Linked DNA regions of Pan troglodytes: region 1 is linked to region 2. A link is a contact called in public HiChIP or PLAC-seq data. All regions are on one chromosome and are shown on one strand. The core of a region is the stretch at or near the end of the contact, and the rest is flanking DNA. Distances in the headings are between cores, read along the strand shown.

Evidence for each region. HiChIP or PLAC-seq counts read pairs in DNA pulled down with a chosen protein or histone mark.
Region 1: a contact with region 2 is called in an H3K4me3 HiChIP or PLAC-seq map of stem cell-derived excitatory neurons, with 4 times the contacts expected there. The contact joins the promoter of GORAB here to the promoter of PRRX1 in region 2. A contact is called at or near these places in 1 of 7 Hi-C or Micro-C datasets (stem cell-derived neural progenitor cells) and 1 of 1 datasets of contacts at active chromatin or transcription factors (stem cell-derived excitatory neurons).

The regions. Positions count from the first base shown.
Region 1 is chr1:78,579,681-78,583,441 of NHGRI_mPanTro3-v2.0_pri, reverse strand. GORAB (golgin, RAB6 interacting) reads left to right here and starts at 2,475. Exons shown (of 5, transcript XM_001140804.7): 1 at 2,475-2,711. The coding sequence starts at 2,576. LOC104004105 (a long non-coding RNA gene) reads right to left here and starts at 3,118. Exons shown (of 4, transcript XR_010151833.1): 1 at 2,875-3,118.
Region 2 is chr1:78,448,790-78,452,034 of NHGRI_mPanTro3-v2.0_pri, reverse strand. It overlaps PRRX1 (paired related homeobox 1), which reads left to right and starts at 1,943. Exons shown (of 5, transcript XM_003308600.6): 1 at 1,943-3,245.

The sequences.
Region 1 (3,761 bases), core at 1,226-3,725, 130 kb before region 2:
GCTTGAGTCCTGGAGACAGAGGTTGCAGTGAGCCAAGATCATGCCACTGCACTCCAGCCTAGGTGACAGGGTGAGACCCTGTCTTTAAAAAAAAAAAAAAAACACACACAAAAACTTAAGACTGTTGCTTTGGAAAAGCAGTAAGGAGGCTTGCTATCTGTGAGTAATAGTACTATGTTTTTTGTTTACATAAAAACATATAACATGTTTTTATTTACATAATCAAAAAATACATCATAGAACTTAAAAGAAAGCTAAAGAGATATAGAAAGGGGGATTCTATGTAAATATAGATCCTAGGGATTGGGATTCCTTCACATATTTGAAGACAAGATTGTTGAAATACAAGTTGTGTATAATTTGTATACATATAAAGGCAATTAAAAAAATACTGAGACCTGAGTCTTATATCATATATGGGGGTGGGACCCAAGAACCAAATTTACAGTAGAAGCTGAAAAAATTACCTTAAATCTGGATTAAAACAACTGAAACTTTAGGACCAATAAAACCAATCTGTAGAGACACTTTCTTAACTCAAGGAAGAGAAGACTTCTGCAGAACAGAGAACTTTGAAGATAAATTCCCACTTAAATATTACACATCATTTGAAGAAACTAGCCACCATGAGGGAGAGCCAACAGAAACAACAAACAGGAGATTTAGAACCTAGCAAACTGGAAATTATAACTTTTATACAGACGGATTTTATTATCTTTTACTACGTGTCACTTTTGCTTTGGTTCTCATTAAAGGCCAATGCAAAACCTTTCAAAATATCCTAATTGACATCTTTATTAAGATTACGGATAATTTTTGAAATTCCCCCAGAGTGAACTAAAGAACATTTATGTATAAAATTCAACATGGGGCACACAAGGTGGTTTACTGTTATTGGATGAACTAGATGGCGATTGCCTGCAACTAGGAAACTGAATTAACTACCAGATTGCCACTGATCCCCGTCTACTACTTTGGAGCTAGTTAATCTATAACTTGAATGTACGTAGTCTATATTCAGTCTATATTCAGAAACTGGTGGTAACTGTCTCCTCCAGGCATTTTGATTGTTTAATATTATAACAAATGAGTACATATTTAAAATGACGCATCTGCAGCATCCCCAAATTTCAGAAACCACTTTAAGTTTTAAAAGCTCGGATTTACATGGGAAATTCCAAACATCCTTCACTTTTCATCACTTACTAAATCTGAAGTACTCATTTCAACTTTTCTTGACTTGTTTTATTTTGTACTTTACTCCTTTCTTTCATTTTGTTTAAAAATATCAACACACTAAAGCCAAAGTATTTTAAAATGTAAGCCAAGATGAGGTGTTTTGTTGTTCTTACTGCAAAAATAGTGAAAGAGAACCATGAAAAATAGTATAACTAGGTCTCTCTTGAATCATCCTTATCTATGTGTATTTTGACAACGCTTGCATCTTTTTATCTTTGCAACCATATTTCAAATGAGGAAACGGGATCTCAGGTTAGTGTTCAAGGCAGAACCCGAATTACGGTATTAGGACTCCAGGCAGGATCCTAAGAAATGCTTTCCCATCCCCCAGCACCGACGTTTTACAATGTCTTCTCTGAAAAACAGATTTAAAGGGGAGACTTTTAAGAAATCCCGGCCGGGCGCAGTGGCTCACGCTTGTAATCCCAACACTTTGGAAGGCCGAGGCGGGCGGATCCCCTAAGGTCAGGAGTTCGAGACCAGCCTAGCTAACATGGTGAAACCCCGTGTCTACTAAAAATACAGAAAATTAGCCGGGTGTGGTGGCCGGCGCCTGTAATCCCAGCTACTCGGGAGGCTGAGGCGGGAGAATCGCTTGAACCCGGGAGGCGGAGGTTGCAGTGAGCCGAGATCGTGCTATTGCACTCCCGCTTGTGCAACAAGAGCGAAACTATGTCTCAAAAAAAAAAAAAAAGTAAGAAAAAAAGAAAAAGAAATCCCTTAGGAGGAAAGTTACATATTGTAATTATTCACAAAGGAAACAACCCAAAGCAAAAGAAATCTGAGAGCCGCTCCGGCCTGCGAGAGACCTGGTTATGCCTGTTCCCTTTTCATCAATTATACCCCACCCCTTTTAAATGTTTCTTCATCATCAAAATCCTAAATCTGATCATTTCCTGAGTTAATCTGAAGGAGGCCTCCAGCGCTGTGCACACTCCCAGCAAAACACAAGGATTTTAGGGCACACTAAGAGCCACAGAGGGCACCGCTCCCGCCCCACAGGTACAGGACCCCAAAGGCACTTAGATCTCCCGTTTCCGCCACCGACTTGTAGCTCCTTCCCAAATACCTGTTTATCTCCACCCTTATCCCCATCGCCATTTCCCCCCTTAGCTCCTGAAGCGATTAACCAGCAACAGTGAGAAACAATGAGAGAGACAGAGAGAGTAGAAGCAAGCCAGAGGAAACGAATGTCTGCGTGGCAAGGTTTCCTTAGGCAGTTTGTCAGGCACTGCTGAAGGCAGCCTGGAAGGAAGCCGGACCCTGAGGCCGGGGATAGAGGGCCTTGTGTTTGGAGCCCGATGCACTGATTGGCCGCGGCCGGGGAAAAACCCGGATGCGCTGGGCAGCAGTGTTGGCAGTCGCGGCTGCAAGATTTGGGCACTTTTGGGGGTGCCGGTGGCCCGGGCCGATGGCGCAAGGTTGGGCAGGCTTCTCTGAGGAGGAACTGAGGAGACTAAAGCAGACTAAAGGTAACAAGATGGGTTTACAGTGGTTTAATTCTTGGGTCTTAAGGGGAAGAGGCGGATATGCCGCTTTGGCTGGGGAAGGGGGCGTGGAAGCGGCTGCGTTTGTGTTAGCGGAAGGCGCTGTAAGTATGTGGACTGGATTAGGGGGTTTCAGAGGAGGACTTACTGGGAGTCACGACGGGAGGGGCAAGCCAGAGGACTGGGATCTTCTTTTAGAAAAAACGGTCCAGGAATCCACTGTAGGGATTTGACTCTTGTGAAAGGAATGGGACTTGGGAGAGGAAGTGAGCCTACAGCCGGGGTGTCTCCCTTAGGGAAGATTGCTGCAGGAATCAACGGTTGGAAGGTTAGGGTCAGGGTAAGGGAAGGAGGAGGGGCGCACACCGTATTAGAATTGTGATGAATTTATAGAAGCAGATGGTTGGAAAAAAGGAGCACAGGCGTCTGAATAAAGGCGAAAATTCGGTACTTTTCACAATTCATCTGGAGTGTTGCATTCACTTCTGGTTGCCAGATGATTTTTGCAGTACTTCCCAATTTTTGAGAATCAGCAAACCAAAAGGGTCTTTGAGAGGGTAGATGTGAAGACTTTATATGTTTATATACATACAGTCTTACTGACTTTGGAGTAAGCTAACCTTGTGCTTCTCTCTCTGGCTTTATAGAGTAATCATTGAATGGGTTTGTACAATTTTTTTTTTGTTGAAGGAATTAAGTTTGCTGATTGTTGGTGGAAAACTTAGTAATATTAATTGCACTTTGCTTGTGGTTGAAATTTCGCAGTGATCTGTATGGTTATCGTGGTAGTACACACAATTTCTGTAAGAAGTGTACATCACTCTTGGTACCTTAATTCAAATACTTTATTTCGGTAGCAAATGAAGTAAACCTTTTATTAGCGTTTGTGGGGAAATTGGATGTTGCTCTGGTAGCTTGTGCATTTTTAGCATAAATATGAGAATAATCTAGGGCAGACAAGTGGGAAAAGAAGTAAATTAGTAAGATAGGGCCAATGTAGATTATATCGATTGGGGACATTTTGACTGGTCCAGG
Region 2 (3,245 bases), core at 694-3,193:
GCCCATCTATAAACTCTCTTGCTTGTGGCTATTCCTCGCTCCCCAACCATATTGACCATTCACCCGGATAAGGCAATTTCCTCGAAAGGGCGATCTGAGGACGCTGACCCCCTAAATGACTGAAGACGCTGGATCTTTAGGGGGAACATCGTGTCTTGGGGGTGCCAAAAGTCCCCAGCCCTTACCCACACCTTTGTCACGACGGGCAATTGGGTCTGTGTAGGGGAAAAACAGCAACGTTAAAACGCAACTCTGTAAATGAGGATAGAGAGTGCGAAAGGAGGGAGAGGCGAGGAGCTGCTCTATTTCTAGGGAGGTTTTGGGGAGACTAATCAGCTCCAAGGACAGACCGCTGGGAAGGGAAAAACGGCCCACATCGAACTGGATGCCGGATGGAAACCTCTCTGCGCTATTAGACTGCGTCCAGTACAGCAGATGGCACGAGCACGTGCGGCGCTCAGCTTAGGCTCTCGGAGGCAGCTGAGTTGGAAATCCCGACGGAAAGCACCCACAAGCTCCCACTCTGCGCTGGCCCACCCGCGTGCACGCCCACCCCCCACGCGCGTCCCTGGCTCAGAAGCGCACAGATGTTTACTGCTTAGAGCCGGTACCGCTGGGGAGATCGAGCGACGTGCGCGGCGCACAGTGCGGCGCTGGCAGGGCTCTGGGCTCCCGGTCGGGGGTTCGAGCGGCCAAGGGATGGGGGTGGGGGCGGGGAGAGTGGGGGGAGGGCGAAGGACCGCCGAGAGGAGGGGGGAGTGGGTGGACTAATGATGAAAAAGTCTCCTCCATCCCAGCTCCTTAATTAAATGCATGGAAAGAACCGAGGCGAGCACATCTGGTTTCAATCTGCAGCCCTTTGATGGCATCAAATGTTCTTTTCCCAGATCAGGGCTGGAAGTTCTGGGCTAACTATGGCCGTTTGGAGCCCAGAAACCATTTACACACACTCGTACCCTTCTTTCTCTCCAGTCGAGCCTCTTGACTATAGGAAGAAAAAAAAAAAAGTCTAGCAATCAAGGGAGTGCGGGAGTACAGATGCGTGTGTGTGTGTGTGTGTGTGTGTGTGAGTGCGCGTTTAAAGAACATAAAACGCCACAAATAAGCACTTAATATTTTACTTAGTCGTCATACAGTAACTCATTTCTAATGAGACTGTTAAAGCTGTTACCAAATTCCAACAGGTCATGAAAAAACTGCTCAGCACCTCTCTGTCTTCTGTCAGGTTAGGGCTCCGCAGACGGACGACAGAGGATTATCCGTAGACTTAGATGGGGGTTCCTCCGCCCCTCTCTGTCCTCCTGCCACCACAGCCAGGCTGGACGCAGAACCGCACGGAAGCCTCCCCAACTCCTGCCTCTGGGAGTGCTCCTGCCTGCTCCAAGGAATCTGGGCAGCGGGACCCTCTGGGTTTAGCGTCCTCGCCTGGGGAAGCAACTTTGGCCTTACAGTAGAAGTTACAAAATTGGCGGGGGTAGGGAGAAAGATTATAATATATATTTGGAGTCCTTTCTTCCAGTTTAATAAACACGTACTTTTCTCATTGCCCTAGTCCTGGTATGCCTAATGGCGGGGAAAGCCTCAAATAAACTCGGTGCCCTCTGGATCTCCCCAACCTGCCTTTAGTCCTTGCGAGAGGCGTGAGAGAACTTCCTATTATCATCCCTCTTGTTATTTTTATTACATTATTTAATAGGCTCCCTCTACGGAACCAAAAATAGCCTTAATATGCTTACTTTCTCCCTGTACTCCGCCCCAAACTGTTAGAACAGCAGAAAATGTTTTTTTTTTTGGGGGGGGGCGGTTTGGGGGAAGGCAGAAGGAGAAGAAAATTTGATTGTGATGGTGGTGGATTTTTTCCAAATTTCCCCACAGCTGTTATCAAAACATGCAAATGAGATTTTCCAACAGGATCTTAAACAAATCTGGAGGAGTTAATGCCGAAGCAAAATAATCAGCACGTTTGAAGTGACTGTGAGTTTCAGTTTGTCTTTTCTCCCCGTGATATTATTGCAGGGGAATGATAATTAGACCTTTAGAAATCCAAAGGGGCTCTCTTGCTCTCTTCCCTCTCTCATTTCTCTTCTCTCTTTCTCTCTCTCTCTCTCTCCCTTCCTCCCTCCCTCCCTCTCTCCCTCCCTCTCTCTTGCTCCCTCCCTCTCCCTTTCTCTCTAACTCTGATGTTGGCAAAGGGGGTTTTCTTAATCAGACTGTTTTTTGGTCCCAGGGAAAGGAGGAAGAAGGAGATTGTGATGGAGAAAGGGGGTCTGTGAAACGTCAGGCACAGCACAAAGGCTTTGCCACGTAATTACAGGCTCCTATTAAGTCGAGATCTGCCCTCCCAGGGGTCTCCAATTTTCTTGTATTCCCTACAAAGCCTCCTCTGCATGCCAGTTTGTGCCTTTTGAAGTGCCAGAGAGCTTCTTGATCCAACTGAGAAGGAAAAAGGAGCCCAGCAAGAAGAGGGGGAGAGAGAGAAGGGAAAGGGGGGAACCCACCAGCACCCTCCGTCGGACTCTTGAAGCCTTTTTTTTTTTAATTCTTAATTTTTTTTTTTACTCTTTACAAAAAGTAAAGTGAGAATCCTGCTCTCTAATACATCTGCAAGACATCACCCTCTCCTCCTGAAACTTTAGTCACTCCTGAGAATCCACAGGAGTGCAGAGAGGGGGGAACACGTTTTCTTGAAGATGTTTTAAAGCTGGAACAAGCCTTCTTCTGTTGGTGCTTGAACTCTTGCCTGGGAATAACTTTTTTAACCTTTAAAAAAACCATTCACTTTGATTCTTCTCTCCCACCCCTTCTTCTCTCTTCTTCTGTTTGCCTAACTCCCCCGCCCTGCTGGCCTCCGCTTTCCTCTCTCCCCCTTATTATTATTTTTAGTCTGTGCGTGTGGACACTTTTGGAGAGTTGGAAGGGATTTTTTTCTCCTGACTTGAACATAGGGTGACTTTTTAATATTGTATTTTAGTGTGGATTATCTCTTTGGACCGCGCCGGACTTGGCCTCAGGAAAGCAACCAAGGCTGCGGAAGGCGGCTGGTGCAGAACGCTCTGCTCTACAGAAGGGGGTCCCCCGCCCTCTATTCCAATTTTTTTTTTTTTTGGCCTTCCTCTCCTTCCCTCCCTCTTCCTCCCTCTCTCTCTCTCTCTCTCCACTACCCCCCTCTTTCTTCCCCACTCGGCTCCTCTCCCCCCTCGCGCCCACAGCGTTTGGTGTTGATTCGAGCGGGAAGAGGGGGGTGG